Linked DNA regions of Sus scrofa: all the other regions are linked to region 2. The links are chromatin contacts, called in public Hi-C maps. All regions are on one chromosome and are shown on one strand. The core of a region is the stretch at or near the end of the contact, and the rest is flanking DNA. Distances in the headings are between cores, read along the strand shown. Region 1 has its middle 34 kb from the start of ZC3HC1. Region 2 has its middle 44 kb from the start of MIR183. Region 3 overlaps NRF1 (nuclear respiratory factor 1).

What was found. A called contact is a pair of places that touch in the nucleus more often than the background predicts.
Region 1: a Hi-C map of skeletal muscle shows a contact between it and region 2, with 8 times the contacts expected there. The contact joins two enhancer-like sites. A contact is called at or near these places in 2 of 5 promoter capture datasets (fetal liver and liver), 27 of 47 Hi-C or Micro-C datasets (alveolar macrophages, blood, brain and 15 more) and 2 of 2 datasets of contacts at active chromatin or transcription factors (alveolar macrophages and skeletal muscle).
Region 3: a contact with region 2 is called in a Hi-C map of alveolar macrophages, with 1.7 times the contacts expected there. The contact joins two enhancer-like sites. A contact is called at or near these places in 1 of 5 promoter capture datasets (liver) and 6 of 47 Hi-C or Micro-C datasets (alveolar macrophages, embryonic fibroblasts and skeletal muscle).

Annotation. Positions count from the first base shown.
Region 1 is chr18:18,772,516-18,776,434 of Sscrofa11.1, forward strand. No RefSeq gene overlaps it. Among named protein-coding and RNA genes, the nearest start is that of ZC3HC1, 34 kb to the left of the region's middle. Within about 2 kb of position 2,351, at least 8 of the 83 cell types and tissues checked have an H3K27ac peak or open chromatin away from gene starts, as enhancers often do. A contact at or near this core is called in omental adipose tissue, retroperitoneal adipose tissue and skeletal muscle, where this site is marked.
Region 2 is chr18:18,935,737-18,939,983 of Sscrofa11.1, forward strand. No RefSeq gene overlaps it. Among named protein-coding and RNA genes, the nearest start is that of MIR183, 44 kb to the right of the region's middle. Within about 2 kb of position 1,380, at least 29 of the 83 cell types and tissues checked have an H3K27ac peak or open chromatin away from gene starts, as enhancers often do. A contact at or near this core is called in alveolar macrophages, omental adipose tissue, retroperitoneal adipose tissue and 1 more, where this site is marked.
Region 3 is chr18:19,093,332-19,097,487 of Sscrofa11.1, forward strand. The region is part of intron 1 of NRF1 (nuclear respiratory factor 1); the gene reads right to left. Among named protein-coding and RNA genes, the nearest start is that of NRF1, 47 kb to the right of the region's middle. Within about 2 kb of position 1,275, at least 4 of the 83 cell types and tissues checked have an H3K27ac peak or open chromatin away from gene starts, as enhancers often do. A contact at or near this core is called in alveolar macrophages, where this site is marked.

The sequences.
Region 1 (3,919 bases), core at 1,101-3,600, 160 kb before region 2:
ACGGGCAGCAGAGCCCTAGAACGCCACAGTGTTATGTGCATCAACGAGTTGCAAAGACTCCTTGGCTTAACCCCCCACTTCCACTGTGAGGCATCTGGAGGCCAGCGGGCGGGAGAGGGAGCCCAGGTCACACCGTGGGTGTTGTGGCTGTGCCAGGCCAGAAATGCTGGGGTCCCCTGCTTGGGCCTCTTCCACTACAGCGCCACGGACTGACAGCAGAAGAGGCAGCGACGTGGTGGGTAGGAGCACTGCGGCTCCAGATCCGGCAGCCTGGGTTCAAATCCTGGATTTCCAGGTTACTCGCTGTGTGCTTCTGAGCCAGCAACTCCATGTCTCAGTTTCTTCCATCTGTGAAAAGGTGATAATGCTGGTAGTTCTGTCCTAGGGATGTTTGAGGATTAAGTGAGATACGTGAAGTGTTTAGAACAGCTGACAGGTAGTAAGTGCTCAGTAAATACTAGCTATGTTTTTAGTACCTTTTTGTAAATGGCTGCACCTGTGGCATATGCAAGTTCCCAGGCCAGGGATTGAATCTGCGTTGCAATGCCAGATCCTTTAACCCACTGAGCCAGGCCAGGGGTAGAACCTGCACCTCCACAGCCACCCCAGCTGCTGCAGTTGGATTCTTAACCCCTTGTGCCTCCTAAAAGGAGCAGGAACTCCTTCCTAGTATTATTGAAATAAGGCAGGTATGACGGTCCTAAGCTGCACACCTGGCCACTCAGCTACCATATTGGCTTCAGTTCAGTGATCTCTCTGGCCAATTTCTTCAGTTTGCCTTGTGTTTATTCCCTGAAGGAAAAGAGCATCAGGGATGGACAAGACAGGTGTTGGGGTCAGGAGGAAGAGGCACTTCCATCTCTGCACCACACTGTCCTTGCTCCGAGTAGGGACCTTTTTTAGCCCAGCAGCCTCTGTGACATCATCAGACAATGCAGGTGCTGGTGACTCAACTCCAAGCCCAGCTCTAGAAGCATCCGGAAGCATCTGGGGCAAGAAGACATAGACCAAGAAAACCACATTCCTGCCGATCTTCTCGGGTCCTGGCTCTGAGCCTGGCAAGCCCACTCTCAGAAGGTGATGGTACAGTGACGACAGGAGAGTTAATTACAGTCCTCACCTGCTGGGGTGAGAATACTGGCTTGTTTGTCCAGCACAGCTTACCTGAATCATCCAGCCGGCAGCCACCTGGGCCTGGAGCTGGACCAGCAGGCTGCCAGGAGGCTGGAACATCTTCTGCCTGCTGCACTCACGAGTGCCAGCACTTTCTGCTGCTTCTCCCTTCAGAAAGCAAGACAAAGCAGTTTGACCCCGGAGACATAGCTCCAAAGTGAGTGAAAAGCCTGGCGGGGGCTTGACAACAGGCCCAAGGCCCCAGGGCCCATTCTGGGATGAGCAGAACCAGAGCTGAGGCCTCAGAGCCTTTGGAAAACATTTCCAGGAATCAGAGGTGAAGCCAAGGAGGAAAGACTGGATGGGGCGGCAGCTTCCTCTTCCCCTCCACGCCACCCCCCACACCACTGAGCCACCTCTGCACCCCCTGGCCCCCAGGGGGCCCCAGGCAGTCTTGCCAAGCCCAGCATTCCCCAGGCCAACCCTGCAGATCAGCAGTGATATGGGTCAACTCCCACTAGCTCCATCTGGGGTTTTTCCAGAGTAAAATGAGGAAGAAAAAAGGGACTCTGTTTCACAGACACACAAAGGTAACTGCGATATAATTAGAAAACACCTTTTCAAAAAATACAGTAAATGTTGAAGGAAGGTCCTGACCGTTCTCTCTCCGACTCCATGGTGAGGGCGACCAGCAGGACGTGCCAGAGGAGAAAGGGTGAGGGCCCTTCTGCACGACCCGGAGGAAGACGTTTTCAGCCTTGAGGTGATTTCCACGGCAGGGACCATCCGTGGCCCAGCTGGGGAAGGGGGTCCTGAGGAGGAGGCCAGGTCAGCACACCTGCGGGTGGGACGGGGAGTCAGGAAACGGCCCAGAGTGCGGCTCTCCTCCAGGAAGGAGCTAAAGGGCCCCTAAAACGAAGTACCGGCCAAGAGGCCAGCTTCCCCGGGCCTGCGGGACGGAGATGGGGATGGCGCCAGGCCCGCTCCCACTGCTGTGCTGTGGCTGGGCTCCCTCACCTTGCAGCCCCCCTTTCACACACCGCCCCCCAGCAACTGGCGCCTTGGGGGTGGCACCCCTGCAGTGCAATCCAAGCCCCTGTAAAGCCTCAGCGTCTCATGTGGTCCGCGGCCCTCTGCTTTCCAGTCCGGGAAGTGAGGCTCCCTGAGGGGAGGGCGAGGCGGCAGGGAGGGGAGGACCTAGTTCTGGCCCGGCTGCCTGGAACATGACCTCAGCCTCCTGATGACTGGCTTTCCGGTTAACCTGCCAACCCAGGGCGAATCCCAGCCCCGACCTTTGCCACAGCCTTATAAAGGCTATTGGGGCCTTGCTGGGAAAGCCGAGTGGAAGCTGCATGAACTAGCCTCTCTGAACTCGCCTCAAGTTACAAGAAAGTCATGAAGGTCAACTCCAATCCGAAGACAAGGATCCCCACCTTTCAAAGAGAGAAATGTCAGACAATGTGAGCTCAGCTTTCAAACACTGCACCTGCCTTGTCAGTTTGCTCTGGACGGAGACAGTGAAGGTTGCGGCGGTAAGCAAATCCTAGAACCCAGGAATGAGAGGGAGGAGAGGCCAGCTTCCTGAAGGGAAAGGAGCACGCACGGTCTTGTGACGCGATGGGATCACCTGCGAGAGCTCACAGCCTCTAAGGAGCTCGAGGACAGAACTCAGGCTTGAATACCATCCGCTTGGTCAAGATTCGTCCAAGACGACCTACTGAATGACAGAAGATGTTTGTAAATCATAATCTGATCAGAGACTAATACCAAAAATGTATAAAGAACTCACAGCATACATACACACACAACATCCAATAACAAAATAAGCACTTCTGGGAGTTCCCCTTGTGGCTCAGCAGTAATGAGCTGTGAAGCTGGAAGTATCCGTGAGGATGCAGGTTTGATCCCTCGCCTGGCTCAGTGGCTTAAGTATCTAGCGTTGCTGTGAGCTGCAGTGTAGGTCATACATGCAGCTCGGATCCTGCTGTTGTGGCGTAGGCCGGCAGCTACAGCTTCGATTCAAGCCTGGGAACCTCCATATGCTGTATGTGCGGCCTTAAAAAGCTAAATGAATGAATAAATAAATAAAATATAGGCTTTTCCAAAGAAGACATGCAGATGGCCAACAGGTACATGGAAACATGCTCTATATCAGGGAAATGCAACCAAAACCAAGGTGAGATTATAATTTTACCCCTGTCAGAATGGCTTTCATTCAAAAAACCAAAAAAAAAAAAAAAAAAAAAAAAGGAGTTCCTGTGTGGCTCAGCGGGTTAAGAATCTGACATAGTGTCCTTGAGGATCCTGATTCAATCCCTGGCCTTACTCAGTGGGTTAAGATCCAGTTTGCGGAGTTCCCGTCGTGGCGCAGTGGTTAACAAATCCGACTAGGAACCATGAGGTCGCGGGTTTGGTCCCTGCCCTTGCTCAGTGGGTTAACGATCTGGCGTTGCCGTGAGCTGTGGTGTAGGTTGCAGACGCGGCTCGGATCCCGCGTTGCTGTGGCTCTGGCGTAGGCCGGTGGCTACAGCTCCGATTCAACCCCTAGCCTGGGAACCTCCATATGCCGCGGGAGTGGCCCAAGAACCAAGAGATAGCAACAATAACAACAACAACAACAACAACAACAAAAGACAAAAAAAAAAAAAAAAAAAAAAAAGATCCAGTTTGCCTCAAGCTTCAGCATAGGCCTGCAGCTACAGCCCTGATTCTACCCGTAGCCCAGGAACTTTCATGTACCGTGGGAAGAAAACAAAAAAAAATCTACAAATAATAAGTGTTGGAGAGGGTGTAGAGAAAAAGGAAC
Region 2 (4,247 bases), core at 130-2,629:
TTTCTTTCTTTTGTTCAAACTATAGTTGATTTACAGTGTGCCAATTTCTGCTGTACAGCAAAGTGACTGTCATTTGTATATAATATATATACACATTCTTTTTTTTTTTTTTGTCTTTTCTAGGGCTGCACCCATGGCATATGGAGGTTCCCAGGCTAGGGGTCCAATCAGAGCTACAGCTGCTGGCCTACACCACAGCCTCATGGTTCCTAGTCGGATTCGTTAACCACTGAGACACAACAGGAACTCCTATATATACATACTTTTTTTAATCTTTTTTTTTTTTTTTTTTTTTTTTTTGGTCTTTTTAGGACTGTACCCACAGCACATGGAGATTCCCAGGCTAAGGGTTGAATAGGAGCTGTAGCCGCCAGCCTACACCTCAGACACGGCAATGTCAGATCTGAGCCTTGTCTGCAACCTACACCACAGCTCATGGCAATGCCAGATCCTTAACCCATTGAGCAAGGCCAGAGATTGAACCTGCATTCTCATGGATCTAGTTGGATTCGTTAACTGCTGAACCATGATGGGAACTTCTGTAATATTCTTTCTATCATGGTCTATGCCAGGAAAAATCAACTTGCTTTTTAAAAATGTCCATTCTTTTTTTATTTTTTATTTGCTATTGATTTCTTTTTTATTACAGCATAGTTGATTTACAGTATTGTGCCAATTTCTGCAGCACAGTGACCCAGTTATATATATATGGATTGGATATAGTTCCCTGTGCTATAGAGTAGGACCTTTTATCCATCTAGAAGCCACATTTCTTAAAAAAAAAAAAAAATCAATGTTTACAGAAATTTTTACACTGCTTGTTTTTGAATTTAAATTAATTACAATTAAATAAGATGAAAAATTCAGTTCCTCCGTCATCACATTGACTGGCTCAAGCGGCTGGTGGCACCTCCTGGACGGTGCAGCCCAGGACGCCTCTAGGTGGAGTGAGAATTTTTAGAAGAAAAGAAGTCACAAAAGCGACCTTTGTCGGGGATTTGGAGTAGAACCCAGAACCTCACACTCCACAGAGAATATACTGGGGTCCCGGGGTCCCCGCGTACAGTCCAGAGCCTGCACCCACTTCTGTTACCGCGCGCGGACGCCACAGTCGTGGGCGAACGAGGCGGCGGCCGGGGTTGTGGGGACCCTCGGGGTCCATCCGGTGCGGCCCCGAGGCGTGGCTTCCAGGACTCCAGGGCGCCCCGGGTCCTGTGCGCGCGCCGTTGGCTGGAGCCCGCGACCTCACGCTGCAGTCACTCCGAGGGCTCGCAGGTCCCCGCCGCGGAGATGACAGACAGAAGAGTCTGGAGTCTCTTCTGGGTGCGGGTGGGGGCTCAGGACCCGAGGCGCAGGATTGGAGACCGGCCAGAGGGGCGCGGCCCAACCCGGCCACCTTAGCCAGTCCCGCCTCGGGCACCAGAGGGCGCGCGAGCCTCACGCTGCGGCCCCGGCTCACGGGCCGACCCGCCCTTCACCCAGCTGGCCCAGGTGAAACCCGGAGGCCTCGCGGCGTCTCGGTCACCAGGGACCCCTTATCCCCACCGCGGTACCCTGCAGTTGCCAGAAAGAAAAAACAGCGGAGGGAGTTCCCGTCGTGGCGCAGTGGTTAACGAATCCGACTAGGAACCATGAGGTTGCAGGTTCGATCCCTGCCCTTGCTCAGTGGGTTAACGATCCGGCGTTGCCGTGAGCTGTGGTGTAGGTTGCAGACGCAGCTCGGATCCCGCGTTGCTGTGGCTCTGGCGTAGGCCGGTGGCTACAGCTCCGATTCGACCCCTGGCCTGGGAACCTCCATATGCCGTGGCAGCAGCCCAAGAAATAGCAAAAAAGACAAAAAAAAAAAAAAAAAAAAAAAAAAAAAGAAAGAAAGAAAAAGAGACGAGGATGCCAAAGATAAGCCTCCAGCCCCTTTCCCCCATCCCCACCCTCCCCACCCTTGCCCATCTCAGTAGGAGCCAGAGCCTCCCAGCCTGACTTCCCACTGCCGTGGCTCCTGGCAGCCAGTGACAGATGTGAGTGCACAAGCAGAGATTTGTTGGAAGGTCAAGAAGGCGCCGCAGAATTCCTGGCGACTTGGAAAAGGAGAGAAGCCGAGGGACTCTGGAGACCAGGCCTCAGGAGCCACTGGTAGCCGGAGTGACCCGGCCAGAGCAAAGCCATCCCAGCTGGCTGCCCCCACCTGCCATGAACCAAACTATCTCTCCTCTGCATTAACAAAGATGAAACAGTCCCAGCAGAAGCCAGGGCCCTGTCCTAGTGGGTGGGGACCCAGAGAAGAGGGATGTCATGTGATGCCTGCAGGGGAAGAGTTCCCAGAGCAGACCTGGAGTTCAGCATGGAGGCCCCAAAGGCTCCCAAGGTGATGCGCTCCCTGTCAAGGTGTCCACTAGTCCTGGGAGGGGCTGGCTGTGCCCGCCGCCCCAGCTGACCTTTTGGGCAGAGGGGAATAAAGGTCATGAAAGAACTACAAACCACAAGAAGGGGGCTTCCTGGAAGAGGGAGCTTGATCAAGGCCTGGCTGGATGGGAAGGACCTGGATAAAGAGAGAAAGGCCCCGGGCAGCTCAGGTAAGGGATTGGCCAGGGGTGTGCAAGGATGATGGGAGTGGACCTGGTGGGAAGATGAAGGTGGATGGGTCTCAAGTTCTGGTTGACCTGGAGGTTTAGAGTGGAATAGTGGCTTTGGACCAAGTCATCAGGCATCAGAGGCACAAAGCAAAACCACAGAGGAAAGGGAGAGACACAGGAGTGGACAGGGACCCAAAGTGTTCTCCAGAAGCAAGAGGGCTGAGCAAGAAGGGACAGTGGCACAGGCTGCAGGGGCAGATGGGGCAGGGCAGAAGGGCAGGATTGATGGGGGTCTGGGGTACAAGGGCAGGAGAAAGGGGCAGGAAGGATAAGAAAGGCCCAGGTGGTGTAGCTTCTGAGATGGAGTGGAAGACCGCAGCCTTCACTGTAAACTCTGTCTTGCTCCCTTGCTGTCTCGGCTCTCTCGCTCTGGAGGAAGTCAGTTGATATGATCTGAGCTGCCCTTTGGAGGGACTCACCCGGCTAAAAATTGAAGCCCTAAACCAGTGGCTCCTCCAGACGGAGTCAAGCAAGGAATAACTGCAGCCGAGGCCTCCTGAATCCCAGATTCCTGATGCTCAGAAACTGAAACAGAGAAGCACTGTTTGTAGTTGTAAACCTTTAAGTTTGGGGTGTAATTAGTTATACAGCCATAACTATGACCATGTGTTAGCACTGAACAGCTTATCTCAAGATTTATTTTAGGAGTTCCTCCTGTGGCACAACGGGATCAGTGGCATCTTGGGAGCACTGGGACCTAGGTTCACCCCAGCCTGGCACAGTGGGTTAAGGATCTGGCGTTGCTGTAGCTGCAGCTTAGGTCACAACTGCAGCTCAGACTGATCCCCGCCTGGGAACTGTGTATGGTGTGGAGCAGCCCAAAAAGTAAAATAAATAAATAAAAATTATGAGGCAAATTGGGGAAATTTGAACAATGACTGGATATGTGATATTAACAAATCTATACTTTTTTATAGGTGAGAAAGATATTATGGATTTTTTGTTTGTTTGGTTGTTTTTTGTTTTTGTTTTTTCCTTTTTAGGGCCGCACTCGCGGCATATGGATGTTCCCAGGCTGGGGGTCAAATTGGAGCTATAGGAGTTCCCGTCGTGGTGCAGTGGTTAGAAAATCTGACTAGGAACCATGGGGTTGCAGGTTTGATCCCTGGCCTTGCTCAGTGGGTTAAGGATCCAGCGTTGCCATGAGCTGTGGTGTGGGTCGCAGATGCAGCTTGGATCCTGTGTTGCTGTGGCTGTAGCGTGGGCCGGTGGCTACAGCTCCGGTTGGACCCTTAGCCTGGGAACCTCCATGTGCTGCGGGAGCAGCCCTAGAAATGGCAAAATGACCAAAAAACAAAAAACAAAAAAAACAAATCGGAGCTACCACTGCAGGCCTACACCACAGCCACAGCCACAGCCATGCCAGATCCAAGCCGCGTCTGCGACCTATACCACAGCTCATGGCAACACCAGGTCCTTGACCCACTGAGCGTGGCCAGGGATTGAACCTGCAACCTCAGGGTTCCTAGTCGGCTTCTTTTCCACTGGGCCATGATGGGAACTCCAAGAAAGGTATTGTGTTTATGTTGTATGTGTGAACATATATATGCGTGTGTGTGTGTGTGTGTGTGTGTGTTGTGTGTGTGTGTGTTCAAAGACTAACTTTTAGAAATACAT
Region 3 (4,156 bases), core at 25-2,524, 160 kb after region 2:
CCACAAATCCAAAAAAGATTAAGAATCACTCAGCTATCATCGGAACTCCTTTTCCACGCTATCTTTTCTGCTGGAAGTCATATCCCCGCCCTGTATCTCTGTGTGACACAGTACCTTCATCAACAAACTCAGACCTTTATTTCTTCAAGTGGAGCTTAAGAAAAGGTACCTGGCAAAGTAATACATACTTAATAGAGATACTATTTTTGCATCTCTTCTAGAAGTCTGAAATTACATCAAAATTAAAAAAAAAATTCTTTTAAAGAGAGGTACCTGATAAGGTTTCTTCTATATCCTATGTTTGGTGTGTTTTAAAATATTTAAGGGAATATATCCCTGATGTGCAAATATCAAAGGTACAATTTAACACATTATTTCACACCATTAAACACAATGTATGAGAGGAAGGCACCATTAAAATACTATTTGTCCATTCATTACACTGTTCCGTCTTAAGAGACAAATTGCTTAGGGCATTTTAGGTTATTCCAAAATTGTTTTTAAATGATTTGGGATTAGATGACATCTAACTGCTTTTCAAAGGGATTTGTATGCTGCACTTGGCATAATGGATTTCAGTTCTTTTCTCCAGAATGCAGTTCACAGCCTAAATCGATAGACTGTCTGCTTCACAGGCTTGTCACTTCTGCTCAGTGCCTCATCTCTTTCTAACTCTCTCCTCATCCTCTCCTTCAGCCTCACTAACCAGTGTGCTCATACTCTATAAAAACAAAACCATTTCAGACTTCTCTGAACCAGAGTGGGCTACTTATAAATGATGCTTTCAATATTTTCATAAAATAAATCATGCATACTGATGAAGATCATCATACCCCATCCAAGTCATTGTTAGAGAGGCATTCTAGTTTTTATCTCCAAGAAGTCAGATTCTCTGGACAGCAAAAGTGATAGGAACTGCTAACAGATGAAAACATACTATATAGTATGAATTGAAACAAAAAGAAAAACTGCACAGACTATTACCAGATACCCAGAACTCCTGGACAAGTTATTTAACCTCTAAGCCTCAATTTCAACATTTTTTTCCTTAATGAAAAAGAAAAAACAAAAACCAAAACTCTCTTCAAAAGTATATGGAGATTAAATGAGATTATATAGAAATAATGTGTGGAACACATAAATGCTCAACATTAATTATGATAATGATGACAGAATTCATGACTTCATCATTCTATTCTTCTTGACTCATTACTGACTAGTCTCTCAAGGGCTGGGCCTCAATTTTCTCATATTTAAATTAGGTAGACACTCATCTCTGTGAAGATATGGTTTTCTTAACTGTGTGAAAAAGATTCTGAGTCAGGCATCTAAAAAGCCCTTCTTTATTAACTCCAATGACTCAACCTCTGTTGTCCAAGACATTAAAATAAGGCAACCATATATAGGAAACCAATGCTCCTAACATAATTTCATGAGAGTACACAAAATGGAGAATGAGCAGATGGACCTGACAGTGATTCCTCTGAACAGATAGGAAAAGCAGAATGAAGAGTTCTCCTGAGGTGTACTCAAGCTGTCATTGCAGCACCTCAGGTCACTGCTATGGCACAGGTTCAATCCCTGGCCTGGGAACTTCCACATGCCCTGAGTGAGGCAAAAAAAAAAAAAAAAAAGAGAGAGAGAGAGAGAGAGAGAGAGAGAGAGAGAAGCAGGATGAAAGCACAGGCTACATGTAATGACCTGTGATTCTAAACATCACATCCAAATACAAAAACCTATCTGTCTATTACCTGGAACAGCACTGATATTTGGCACATTAGTCAACACTCCATTTAAAAAAAAAAAATCATTCTCCCAAACAGTAACATACCACGGTAGCAATTTTACTAAAACCTGGTTCTCAGCCTGAATCATCACTTGGGGTGCAACATGTACTTTCATCTAAAGGTTCTTCCTTAATATATAATCTATAAGGGATTAGAGGAGGAGCAGTTTTGTATTAGAGGAGTAGGTGTGGGACTAAAGATAATGGAAGAAAACACAAGAAAACACATTTTCTGGTCTAGAGCACCCTGGTAGTTGTAGTCAACAATATCTAAGGAGGAGTTCCCGTCGTGGCGCAGTGGTTAACGAATCCGACTAGGAACCATGAGGTTGCGGGTTCGGTCCCTGCCCTTGCTCAGTGGGTTAAGGATCCGGCGTTGCCGTGAGCTGTGGTGTAGGTTGCAGACGCGGCTCGGATCCCGCGTTGCTGTGGCTCTGGCGTAGGCCGGTGGCTACAGCTCCGATTCAACCCCTAGTCTGGGAACCTCCATATGCCGCGGGAGCGGCCCAAGAAATAGCAACAACAACAACAACAACAACAACAAAAAAGACAAAAGACAAAAAAATAAAAAAATAAAAATAAAAACCAATATCTAAGGAGCTACTGGAATTTGGATGAAATGTCCAAGGGGGGGTTAAAGTTACTCTAATCCACAAATAATGAGATTAAGTGTAGAGCATTTTAAAAATCAAAGTTGGAAGAGCAGGCCAGGAAATCCAATCAAGGTATAACTAAACTAAAAGAAAGCATTAGTCTCATCAATAGCATTATCATATCAAAAGAAAAGCTGAAAGATCGCCTGAGGCCAGAGCAGAACTGAATCCACAGCCAAACTAGGGACAAGAAAAGAGAGAGGCTCAACTTAATTCCTAGACATGCCCAGAATTATAAATTTCATAAGTAGAATAAAAGTTTTACTCAACAGAACAGCTTTTCTCAAAAAAGCCTAAAGCCAATGACAATATTTGATTTTGGGGGGACAAAGGGTAACAGATCAAAATTTTACCACAGCAGGAAAAATTTAAAAACAACTGTTCAATAAAGTCAAAGTGAAAAAAAAAGCAAAGTAAAATGTGGTTTAATTCTGAGTAATAAAGGTAGCTTAGGACAAAAGGAATCCATCTGACCTTCCTAGGAATATTCTCTTTTGAATAGCTCAAGGATGATATTAAAACAAAACAAAACAAAAAAACCCACATCACTAGGCTCTATAAAAGAAAAAATGAGGAAGCCTTAGATGCAGTTTATTGTTCTCCATTTTCAGACTCCAACTATAAATAAAAATACAGAAAATTAAATACAATACAAAGCCAAATGTAAATTTATAAACCATGGCAACATAAAGGCAAAGATAAGGCTCAGAGAGGAGGAGGTTAGGAGAGTGCCGGTGGAGGAAGGGCTAGGAACACAACACTAAGGCCCTATTCTCACCTATTCTCACAAGCGAGGGAATCAGACCAAGAGCAGATATTAATTACAATCTGTCAAAAGTAGAGGGAAAGGAAGGGAGTACTGGGAGGTAATGCTTATATATGACCAGTTTTATAAATCAAAGAAAAGTAGTATAGACATATCGTTTAAAGTTATGGAGGTAATGCTGTTTGATAACACTACAAACATAAAAGGAACTGTCTCTGCAAAGTGAAAACAAGGTGTAGGGGAACAGTGTGGCAAGAGGCCATTGATTTTTTTACTATAAATCCCTTTATTTGAACTTTTTCATATGAAAGTTTTTACTCTGACTTTACATAAAACAAACTTTAAAAACAATTAACTATAATACAGGCTTCCAAACTGATCCTTCCGAAACTTTAAATGACATAATAGAGGAGTTCCCACTATAACACAGCGGGTTAAAGGATCCAGTGTTGCTGCAGCAGCAGCATAGGTCCCAGCTGTGGCTCCGATTCAGTCCCTGGCTTTGGAACTTCCATATGTCATGGGTACAGCCATTTAAAAAAAAAAAAAAAAAAAGACATGCAAGAGCAAACTGTCACTAGAAAAATCAGGTGCCTTCCTCGTGCTAAGAACCAAGAGAATATAGTTCAAGTTTAGAAATAGTCCTCACCTTGAGTAAGCCTAAATTCCTAAATTAGAGCTTCTGAAACTAATTTATAACTGTATTCACATATTTTTTCATTCCAATGTTGATAAAATTTCTAAATATTGGCGTTTCCTCGTAGCTCATGGAATTAAGGATCCCTATTGTCACTGCTCTGGTTTAACTACCAGCTGTGGGATGGGTTTGACCCCTGGCCTGGGGCCTTCTGCATGCTGAGGGTGTGGCCAAAAAAAAGTAGAAAAAAATTTAAGTATTAATTAATATTAATAACAACCCAAGAATCCAGTTAATAATGATGCTTTCACATG